Regions from separate parts of the Danio rerio genome. Here region 1 is linked to region 2. Evidence: chromatin contacts called from public Micro-C data. All regions are on one chromosome and are shown on one strand. The core of a region is the stretch at or near the end of the contact, and the rest is flanking DNA. Distances in the headings are between cores, read along the strand shown. Region 1 holds the start of tmem160 (transmembrane protein 160). Region 2 holds the start of mipepa (mitochondrial intermediate peptidase a).

Region 1 (5,871 bases), core at 2,582-5,081, 220 kb after region 2:
GCTTCAATCTGGATTTTTCAGTGCAGGGTTTTAGGCTTTGCATCAATGAGACATTGAAAAAAATTAGAGATTATTTTGTCAAAAGATAACAAAAAAAATTATTTAACTAAAAAAGATTAGGTAGATTTATTATAAGCTGTTTTATTAAAGTAATTTATATTTAATTAAATTGTGAATGTGTGTGTGTGTGTGTGTGTGCGTGTGTGCGCGTGTGCACGTGTGCACGTGTGTGTGTGTGTGTGTGTGTGTGTGTGTTATAGTTTACATGAAACAATAATACAGGACAAGGTCTTTACTGGTGTTTGCCACTTACAAAATAAAATTGCGCTTTTGTAAATTTTAATTATTGCATAATGCAGCGGTTATCAAACTTTTTTCACCAAGTACCACCTTAGGATAAAATGTCTCTCCATTCATTTATTCATTTTCTTTTCGGCTTAGTCCCTTTATTAATCCGGGGTCGGCACAGCGGAATGAACTGCCAACTTATCCAGCACGTTTTTACACAGCGGATTCCCCTACAGCCGCAACACATCTCTGGGAAACATCCACAAACTCTCATTCACCCTCATACACTACGGACAATTAGCCTACCCAATTCACCTATAGTACATGTCTTACCTACTGCACCACTGCGTACTAGCTCTATGTCTCTCCATGTACCACCATAATGACCAGTATTTGAGTATTGAAATACAGTAGCGTAGTAGGCAAAAACAAGACAGATTAATTCTTAATTTGAATATTCTTCTATTGTCATCTACTTAAAACATTAAAGTAGCTAGTACATCAGCATCAACACAGTCTTGTGCTTACTGGTAAATACAACAAACGGAAAAAAAGTAACATTTAAATTAAAATGTGATTTTAAAAGTTAATTAAAAAGTAAAAAGAAAATTGCTTTACTTAAATATAACATGTTATTGTTTACATCAAATGGTCAAAAGTATGGTAATTTTCTTTTATTATTCAGTGATTTCTTCATGATCTACTACAAGGAAACCAGCATACCACTACTGGAATGTTTACCACAGTTTGAGAACCACTGGCATAAAGCATTTATTAGATATGAGATATAAATGCTATTATGAAATACACTGCATGGTTTTCATAATAAATTATTTAAAAAAAAAAACTTGCAATACTAAAAACTATATTGCTGGTCTTGATCAAAGAGACTTGTAATACTTAAATATTCTGATGAAAGTTACATTTACATTTATGACTTCTACTTATCTTTTTGATATCACAATTAGAAAGTAATAAGGTTTTTAATGTAATATTTTATTTAGTGGGAAAAATTAAACTATGACATTTTATTAAAATAATTTTAATAATAATAATCGTGACAGAAATAAGCATTTTAATGTAATGTATGAATTTTCCTCATTATTCTGACCTGATTGACGTTATTCATTTATTTATCTTCCTTCAGCTTAGTCCCTTCCCTTCAGTATTCATCAGGGGTCACCACAGCGGAATGAACCGCCAACTTATCCAGCATATTTTTTCACAGTGAATGCCCTTACAGCTGCAACCCAGTACTGGGAAACTTTCATACACTCTCACATGCATACACATACACTGCGGACAATTTAGTTTATTCAATTCACCTACATGTCTTTGGACTGTGGGGAAAACCGGAGCACCTGGAGGAAACCCACGCGAACTTGGGGAGAATATTTAAATCCCACACAGAAATGCCAGCTGACCCAGCCGGCACTCGAACCAGTGATCTTCTTTTTCAATTATTTCTTTGACAATTTCCTAATTGACTTTAATTTATTTAACTTTATATGCATTTATGTTAGATAACAATCTCTGTAATTGTGATCACACTTTATTTTGATGGTTCTTTTGTTGAATTTTAAGTTACATTGCAACTAATTCTCATTTGATTATAAGTAGACTTTTAGGTTGGGGTCAGGGTTGGGGTTAGGGTTAGTGTAAGTTGACAGGTAGATATCAACAGATATTAAGCAAACAGTCTACTAATATTTAAATCAACCATTAAAATAAAGTGTTACCTTTATGGTTATTATCTAGTAGTGGTTCTCAATCTTTTTTTTATCAAGTACCACCTCAGAAAAAAATTGTCTCTCCAAGTACCACCATAATGACCAGTATTAAAATATGTAGCGTAGCAGGCCCAGTAAAGCAGCAACAGCTCTGCAAAGTTTTATTTATTATTTTTATATTACCACTTTAAACATTTTAAATAGTTTGAACATTAACACTGTACTGTGCTTATTTGTAAAAAGGCAAACATACCAACAAAGATTATTAATTTAAAATGTGCTTTTATAAGTTCATTAAAAAATGGTAGGCTACTGTTCCTAAAAAGTAAAAAAAAAAAAATGCTGTACTTAAGTGTAAAGTGTTAACCAGTATCCTATTCATCAAAACGGAAATGTTGCTTGGACCTCATAAATATAGGCTATATGTCATCATATTCATATATGAACCATTTTTGATAAATTCTGAAAAATATGTCTCAAGTACATAAGGCATATTGGATTCCTCTGCGTACCACTAGAAGGAAGCGCGTGTATTACTAGTGGCACACATACCACAGTTTGAGAACCACTGATCTAGCGCAGGGGTTTCCAAACTTTTCAGCCCGCGACCCCAAAAATGATCACATCAGTGGCTCGCGACCCCCATTTTTCAAGGTGGTTGTACTGTAAATATGTAAACGTTGCAGACACAACTATAGGCAAATATAAACATGAGCTTATTGACAACACAAAAATGCAACAGTCTATTAGCCATATGATGTTTTATACAGTCATTTATGGATTTAATTACATTTTGCTTTTAAAATTAAAGGCTGATGGCTGATTGTTATTTTTATGTTGTTGTTTCTTTAATGCAACTATTAACTATATTCTGTCGGTTATTAATAAAATATGGTAATTCTAATAGTTTAATAAAATTTATTTGAGTTTTGGATATCACCAAGCGACCCCTTGTCATTTTCCTGTGACCCTCCAGGGGGTCCCGACCCCCACTTTGAGAACCACTGATCTAGCAGACAGGTGAAATTTATGACTTTTCCTTACAATTGAAGAGTTCAGATGCAAAAACCATTAAATGCCATCTGAAATTTTCTTCTAAAATTAGCATTTTTATCAGGCTCCTGTGGGTAGGTTGAGTAATTTCACATTTATGTCAAAGAATATGCTTTTTTCAGGGTCTTTAAAATAAAATAATGCAACATAAACTAAGGAAAATGTTAATTTTCCACTGAAATTTCAGACAGGATCTGAACTCTTCAATTATGATTCTAACATAAATTATTTTTAAACATTTTTATTATTGTTATTATATTCCATATATATCATTTTTGACCAAATCATTGATTTTGTCCTATGTGATTTACCAAAAAATATGATAGATTGTGTGACAGAATGAGATAACGTTAATAACATAAAAGTTTGTGTGCAAAAGCGCAAGCACATTTTTTTGTCATATTTATGGTTTTTTATCTTATCATGATGACTTACCAAGTCAGAGTTGAGGTTTGGTGTGGTGGGGACCTTTGTTATGTTTTGGCGCCATCCTTTGGACACAAAGTCGACTAAATCATCCAAAGATTTAATTTAAACCTTTTTAACTATTAAAATCGGTGATTTAAAAATGAACAGAATAAAATAATAAGAACTAAGATGTAGAAGAAAAGTAATTAAACGAGTCAATGACATTAAACTCGTAGATAGATAGCTTCACACATGTGGAAGTAAGGATAGATGGCGCCACTGAAATACACGCCGAGTCCCGCGTGGACGCGGAAGCGTCTTTACGTGCACTCACTGGCAGTGTCGAAGTTCAGAGGTCGGGAAAAGGTCGTGTTTTGGGTTTACAGCATAAGCAATGGCTTCTATCAGATGGTTAATGGGTAGCCGGTTGTCTCGGTTCGTGTGTCCGTTCGCTCAACTCGTGCGGCAGCCGGTGTTGCAGTATGTGCGGCCTCCGGTGCGTGCGCTTCACCGGGGGAGCGTTCGCCGGGCGGCGGAGAAAAACCCGCTAAACAGTAGAGCACGAGCAGTGGAGCAGCAGTACATCACAGAACTAGATAAAGCTGATGCTCTGGTAAACATTAAAACACTCACTCACCCACTCCTTTGCACTGATTTGTTTAGAACTAAAATTGTTTCAATAATAGTTTGCATTAATTACGAAAAACATGTGTGGTAGGCTACTAAGATACACTAAATAGCAATAATATGACTGTATTCATGGAGGTGTTATTAATATGTTGTCGTGTGAAATGCGTGACATTACTGTGGTATAAAAATAATTATATTCAATAATTCTAATTATTAAAATATCTGTTTGTAACTTTTTTAGATGCTGCGAAAGTCACATGAAACAGGTGAGATTTTCTGTCTAAATGATTATTATGAAATTAATAATAGCAAGACTAAGCCGATGTTTTCCCCCTTATTGGCTATTTATTTTTCTGTTTGTTATATCAAGCGCCAAAATAGCAATCAAAATAGCAATAAATAAATAAACAAAAAAAATAAACAATTCATAATGTCATATGATAGTCCATACACCAATAGACCAATACATAGATTTCAAATGTCTACAGATAAATAACACAAGTCATGGAAAGTTATGTTATTTTACTTTGAATGCTTTTATAATTATATCTATAGTAATAGATGGTTATTTTATTTTGTGTAAGTATAGTACAACAGTATACCCAGACACTTTATTTTTTAGTAGCATTGACTTAATTTTCCTTTTTTTTTGTCCTTTGGAATTTTTCTGTTTTAAAGCGTTATGAGCTGTGAATCAAACCTAATCGGCTATGATGAGAATCGCAAAATTGCAAATATGAAAGCTTATAGCAATCTGACAAAAATAAATATAAGACTTTATTGAGGGAAAGAAATGTAATCCCATGAATCAAACCAAATAACAAATTTGCATTATAAATATTTTAGCAATAATTATTTAAAATGTTATAATATTGCTTTAATTACAGTATAACTAGAGAAACATTATGTTTTTATGAACAGTATTTTTAGAGTGTGCGATGCGTGAGGCCAGCAAACACGCAGAAGCTTTCAGTTAAGATGAACACAGTTTCTATAGTTATACTTTATTTATAGATAAAGGTATATGGCTCTGTATATAATCACTCTATCTTGCTGGAGTTTATAGCCGTTTCGCTTTACTTCAGGACACATTATTGCCGCTATGAAGGTCTAATCGCTGTTTTAAGTTATCCAGAGTTGTATGAATGTACAAATCTTGAATATAATAATATTATTAAATATTACAATTTTATCAACTTATACAGCAACACTTTTGCACAATCGATACCCAGCTGATTCAGTCGTTTCATAAGAGGACCGCGCTTCTCTTCTTTTTTCCTTGTCAACATAAGGGCAGTGAGGTGTGCCTCGCGTTTTTGGAATGAAAAAAGCACGTTAGCTGTGGTCGGCCCCTTGTTCAACTGCAAGACATACTAACTTGCGGGACGATAACGTATAACCCGTGCATACAGACACATTTGCCAAAGAAGCTAAATGGAAGAAGAATATTGCTTGAAACAGACGTGTTGATGCCAAAAAAAGCGCTGATGTTGACCTGGATCTGCATCATAAACGCAACAAATAGGCTTTACCTTTTATTTTACAGCATATAAAGCATGTATGAACATTAATGCAATATCATATTTAAACAACAAAACTGTTTACAAAAAGTCAACATATGCGCGCGTTGTTGTTGTCTTTTCATCACGCAGCGCTCGCACTTGAGCCGCGATGAAGAGAAAAGAAACCATATAGCAAGACATAATATTTAAAATAATGATTTGTATTAAATATGTAAAAGGTTTTGTGATTATAATAATAC
Region 2 (6,281 bases), core at 2,659-5,158:
TCCCCTTTATCAATATATAAAGATATATATATATATATATATATATATATATATTGCTTGACTTTGTGGACATTCTGAATGTTGACTGGATTTAAAATAAACCTTCATTGAATCCATATTTGTGCTTCTTTTGACTTAATATAATATGCAACTCAAAGCATAAACATTATTACATTAATATTTACGCTAATCCATCTCCTAACCCCACCCCGAAAAAACTGCCCACCTGGGATTTATGTCAGCCCACCCTTCTGTGGTTGGCTAGAACCGGGCGTGACACGCGGATGCCAATGATGTCTACTTTAGTGAACAGAACCTGCATAGACTGTGAATAACAGGTAATAACGTTGTAAATAACATTCAGTTTGTTGCGCAGTTGCACACTGGGGTATGGGGTATGATTTGCGCGTGTGTGTGTGTTTTTCCTTAAAATTACGACAGCCATGACATGAGCACACTCAGCAGTAATATTGAAACATCATTTAAATGATCATATCACTTTTAAAATTGTGATTATAGCAATAATTTGATGTTATTTTTTCTTCCATAGAGAACACAAAGAGTTGTGGATGACAATAACTGTTTACTGGGGCTATATAGTGTTGATTAAATGACAAATGTTCAAGTCTACCATTCCAAGTCTATACAAAATGTAGCATTTTAACCAACAGTAGACCTACGGCCTAATGTTATTAGTGTTGCTTAACATATGGGTGAGAAATAAAAATAATAATAGCCTACTCATATTAACTTTTACATCTACAGAATCGTGAGAAAATCGTGATTTTTATATTAAACAAAAAAATTGGGATTGTCATTTTAGCCAGAATTATGCAGCCCTAAAGTACAAACAATTTGCCGAAAGAAGATGGAATGATATTCGCCTATTTCTTTTTATCGTTAATTTTTTTTTTTACTTAGAATCGCAGATTTTTGTATAAATATCTTTCACATTAGATATATGAACTTAATATTCATTCATACATGAGTAAATGATGACAAAATGTACAGTAAACGCATCAATTAAAACTATAAAAAAAAAACATAACAAAAAAAACAGCATAACAATAGGTTTCTCAAAACCACTAAGCCATCCATCAGCATATCAAACATTACCTCATCCGGCAAGCTGACAGTGGGGTTTGCTTGGCTGTGGTTTGTCAGTCTGGTGTAAAAATAGTGGCTGCAGGAAGCCAGCACAGAAGAGTGTGCTCGAAAGCTCCTGCGCTCCACTTCAACAGTCACATCACACAAGAGCTCTTTCTGTCTGAGCTCCTCCAGCGAGCGCAGAACATGATGGCTGTGAACAGCGGACTGGAAGGTGAAAACAGAGGTCCGGGGGCCATCCACAGACATGACGCAGGGCTTTAGCTATGAAACAACACACACACACACACGTTCATACAGTACATATGCAACTGTGTAACAAAGAGGAAATAAAGAAATTGGTGCATTATGTTACACCCGGATGGTGTGATGCACCAGTCAATACAAGGCATTTATGGGCACACATTGTATGAATATTCATTTACAATTACAGCATGTAGAATATAAAATATGGAAAAATACATACTTGTGAATTTGGAGATTTTGGGCTTACATAAAGTGATTTTTCAGTAGGGAAAACATTCAAAAATACTTTGAATTGCTTTTTTCGTCCAACTTTATCAGTTTTTGTCTGTATACTTCAATTGCAATATATATTTATAAATTCATTTTTCTTTAAATGTCTTTTGCTTTTCATAAATCTCCACTTCAGCAGCTCTAGAGTTTTTTAGTATTTATTTTTATAAGAAAACATTGTGTTTTGTTTCATGCTTGTATTAAAGGTCATTTATTTTACCCCTTTATCAAGATTTTTTACAATTTTTAAATGTATTTGTATTGCCTTATTGGAAATGTAATATTTCCCAGGTAAAAGCCAAGTTCTATTCCAGTCAACCAAGTAAAAAGTACTTCCAGTAAAACTTTCATATAGAAGGAATTTTTCCTTTTAAATTGAGAAGTTCGACACATAAACTTATAGTTTCATTTCTTGTCAGAGAACAGACTAACACCTTTTATTAAGGGAACGAATATCCACTGAGCTCCTTGGGTTAAATGAACTAAACCGGGTGATATTACTTTACCCACTTTATTAAATTATTTTTATGTAAACATAACATTTTACAAAACAACTTGGGTTCCAAAACTGCTTACAATAAGTCTCTCAGCCGGGAAAGCGTGGTGATAAACATTAGTTAATTTGTAATTACCATTTTCCTTATGAAGACCATAGACTACGACGCAATGTCTAGTCTTGACAGAACTTTAATGATAGTACTTTCACGTAAAAAGAGTAGCAATTAGCACAAGTAAACAGACTCACTGAGCATGACTCTGCAAAAAAAAAAAAAAAAGTAACGTTAACGCTAAAAACGACGACTAGATAAAAACTGACCATTCTGTATATTTGTCAATCATATAGTTCCCAAACAGAAACGCAATAATAGTTAGCGTTGAATCGATTTGTCAACAAAAGCCAATATAAGTGCAGCTCTGCAAACATTTGTTTTGCTTGCATGGATAACATTGCTTAACTCCAGTAACGTTACATGGAGATTCCCATTTTGCTAACCTGTCACAGTGGTTGGCATGTAAAAAATAAATAAATAAGGAACTAACTTAGCTAGCTGTTTATAGAGAGTGATGTACAGTTTAATCTACGTTAATCATAATCTTGTTTACATGTAGAGTTCGTAAGTTTTAGAGAAGAATATAAAACGCACCTGACATATCACTGGACATCAGAAGCCGTCAAAATTCCAGCTTTGTCCATCGCTTTTGCAGTCTAAAAGTTAAATCGGATTAAAGTTTGACAGAGAAAGGGCTCCATAATGTCTACACGCCTGTCATGTGACTGTGCAGTGCTGCAGCGAGAGTGCGCGTCATAGCACGCACAGCACGTACTGCGTTTGCGTCTGAAAGAGCCACGCCCACTGCGAGCTCAGAGAACTTTTTTTTAAATATGAAAAAATAGATAAATAATAATGAAAAACATGACGAAATAATAAACATGCACCATAATATTTTTATTACATTTGCCAAATTTCAAGTATGGTGTTGGGAATTAATTATAAAACAAATATTATGTATGTATTTAAAAAGACTTTTCTTTATATAAATATATAATGAATGAAAAAATAAAAATAAAAACATGAAAGTAAATAAAAATGAACATTATTATTCTTATTTAATCATCAATTACTATCAATTAAAACGCTGTCAATTAATTATTAAAACTTGTATATTATATATTTGTTTTCTATATATAAATTTAGAAAATTCATACATGTTTTATTTGTTGTTGTTATTATTATTACTACTAAATATTATTTTTATTATTTTATGCATTTAATATTATTTTGTCAAATGTATAAATGAATATGTTTAGGTTTATGATAAACAGTTTATAAAAATAGTTTTTAGTATTTTATTGTTATTGTTATTATTTTATTTTTAAAGTCATTATTATTATTAGTAGTAGTAGTAGTAGTAGTAGTAGTAGTAGTAGTAGTAGTTGTTGTTGTTGTTGTTGTTGTAATAATACAAAAATATAACGTTAACTATAAATAAATATTAGGTTATGTGAGAATCTTTTCTTGTTGTAATAATAATAATAATAATAATAATAATGGATCGAACTTTTATTTTGTAATACCAGAGCTGATTCGCTTCATTTTCACTTTCCCTTTAAACTCGCTGTGACCTCCTTAGGCATTTGTTCAATAATCAGACCATACTATAATTAACTACCGTGTTTTAAAAATGCAAAAAATTAAGCTCTACCCCATCAGCAATTAATTTCCAAAGTTTCCCCTTATTTATTTACATTTCGAAAGTGCTGTTGTGAAATTCACCCACTCGCTGTCATTGGAATAGCATGGCATCATGGCATGTGTGTTTTCCTAACCCCCCTCAAACTTGCGTTGTCCTGAGCGCTAAGTGTGTCCGAGTTGTTCAGTTTAATTGCTTTAGTCGTCGGGTTTTTTTCTGGCCGTGAGAGGGAATTGTCTACAGTAATGTCGGTGACCCGCGTCAGACCGCTGGTGTGTTTGTTTGGGCGCGGGGCAGCGGTGAGACTCTGCCGGACAGTGAGCACCTGGTCACCGGTAGGAGCCGCTTTCAACGCCAAAGTCCAGAGGAGGCTCGAGCTCTTCCAGCAGAATGTGGTGAGAGTATACCCCTAAAGGGATAACATGGTACACCCAAAAATAAAAATGTATTCACTATTTACTCACCTTCAAGTGGTTCCAAACCAGTTTCTTTTTTGTTGAACACAATGAAAGATATTTTAAAAGGAAGCTGAAAACCTGTAACCATATACTTCCATAGTAGGAAAAGCATATACTATGGAAGTAAATGGTTACAGGTTTCCAGCATTCTTCAAACTATCTTTTTGTGTTTAACTGAAGAAAGATACTCAAACAAGTTTGGAACAAATAAAAGGTGAGTAAATTATGACATCATTATTAATTTCTGGATGAACTATTCATTTAATGAAGTAGATCATTGACTATGTTGTTGTTGTTTCAGGGTCTGTTTGGGGTCCCGGAGCTCAGCTCGGTGGATGGTTTTGAGGTGGTACAGGATCGAGCCCTGCAGGAGACAGAGCAGCTAGTAGAGGAAGCCTGTCGCTGCCCTGCTGGAGTCCAGACTGTACAGATATTTGACAAGCTCTCAGACAGCCTGTGTAGAGTGGCTGACATGGTAATCAATCAATTAGGTGTCTACGATATTGGAAAAACTGTCTTTGTACCCAACTGTCTCTATATGTTTATTGTATTCGTAAGTAGAAAAACACAAAGAAACATAATAAAATACATTTGTTTATTTATGTTTATTTGTCATATTAGTTAGAAACAAAATGCACTTCAATTAAACACACTTTCAATTTAATGTAAATAATATCATTTTTGTTTAATTAGACAACAAACACCAAAGTTAGATGTTTAAAACGTTGACACATATTTTAAAAATACATTAAGTAAGTGTTTTTTTTCTCATTCATTCATCACTTAATAATTCATTTGTTTATTTGTTTGTAGGCAGACTTTATTAAAGTAGCTCATCCTGACCCATCATACCGAGAAGCAGCAGAGAAGACTTGCATAAACATTGGCACCATGGTGGAGAGGTGGGTCTGGACTCACACACCTTTTTATTGAACTTTAACGAATTAAACATTTATTCGAATTGAATCTGCCCTACAGGCTTAATACCAATGTTGAATTGTGTAAAAGCTTAAAGGACTTGTTGGACAACAAAGAGGTCATGTCTAAACTGGACCCGGAGACAAGGTATTAATCACACTTTCTTTTATTTTAAAATAAATTGCCACGATACACGTGCAGACGCCATTATAGCACTCCATGCCATCAGTTAACTTAAAAAAATAATAATTAAAACAGGCATATTATACAAATCTCATAACAAAATTGTATCTTTTTTATGTCTTTGTAACAAACTTTACAGTATTCACTATAGGGCTGCATGACATGCATGACAAATTTGACATTGCAGTATTTAGATTTGCTGCGATGTACAGTTAAAGTCAGAATTATTAGCCTCCCTTTGAATTTTTTTTTTTTTTTTTTTTTTTTTTTTTTTATATATTTCCAAAATGATGTATAACAGAGCAAGGACATTTTCACAGTATATCTGATAATATCTTTTCTTCTGGAGAAAGTCTTATTTGTGTTATTTCAGCTAGAATAAAAGCAGTCTTTAATTAAAAAAAAAAAAAAAAAACATTTTAGGGACAAAATTATTAGCCTTTTTAAGCTATTTGTTTTGATAGTCTACAGCAGGGGTTCCCAAACTTTTCAGCACGCGACCCCTAAAATAACAATGCCAGTGACTCGCGACCCCCAATATCCTCTGAGGTGGTTATAAATACAGAAACCTTGCATGCAATGGCACACACACACACCAATAGACCCAAGTCTATTCTTCGTTTAATTTTTTTATGTATGTCAGTGCTGTTAATGGGCCAGAAAGTTTAACCTGGTGTTATAAAATCAATCTGCTGCATCTGACGCTATTGCTGTCTTTAATATAATGTATTTACCCCAGGGGTCACAATCCAATAGAACAAGTAAATAAGCTACTATAGTAACTATAAACGACTGTTTTTTTCCTCTTCAGTTTTTTGTTGATAAAATATGGTAATTCTTATGGCCTAATAATAATAAGTAGATTTTTGGAAATCACCAGGCGACCCCCCTTCATTGTTCCGCGAC

The links. Hi-C and Micro-C count contacts between places; a contact is called where the count stands out from the background.
Region 1: a Micro-C map of caudal fin shows a contact between it and region 2, with 6 times the contacts expected there. The contact joins the promoter of tmem160 here to the promoter of mipepa in region 2. A contact is called at or near these places in 4 of 18 Hi-C or Micro-C datasets (caudal fin, embryo, hematopoietic stem cells and 1 more) and 1 of 4 datasets of contacts at active chromatin or transcription factors (caudal fin).

The regions. Positions count from the first base shown.
Region 1 is chr15:9,552,950-9,558,820 of GRCz12tu, forward strand. It overlaps tmem160 (transmembrane protein 160), which reads left to right and starts at 3,832. Exons shown (of 4, transcript NM_001128700.1): 1 at 3,832-4,092; 2 at 4,351-4,375. The coding sequence starts at 3,874.
Region 2 is chr15:9,337,836-9,344,116 of GRCz12tu, forward strand. It overlaps mipepa (mitochondrial intermediate peptidase a), which reads left to right and starts at 3,909. Exons shown (of 21, transcript XR_012390606.1): 1 at 3,909-4,211; 2 at 4,576-4,749; 3 at 5,088-5,176; 4 at 5,253-5,339. It overlaps bach1a (BTB and CNC homology 1, basic leucine zipper transcription factor 1 a), which reads right to left and starts at 2,894. Exons shown (of 6, transcript NM_001040313.2): 1 at 2,769-2,894; 2 at 1,117-1,371. The coding sequence starts at 1,356.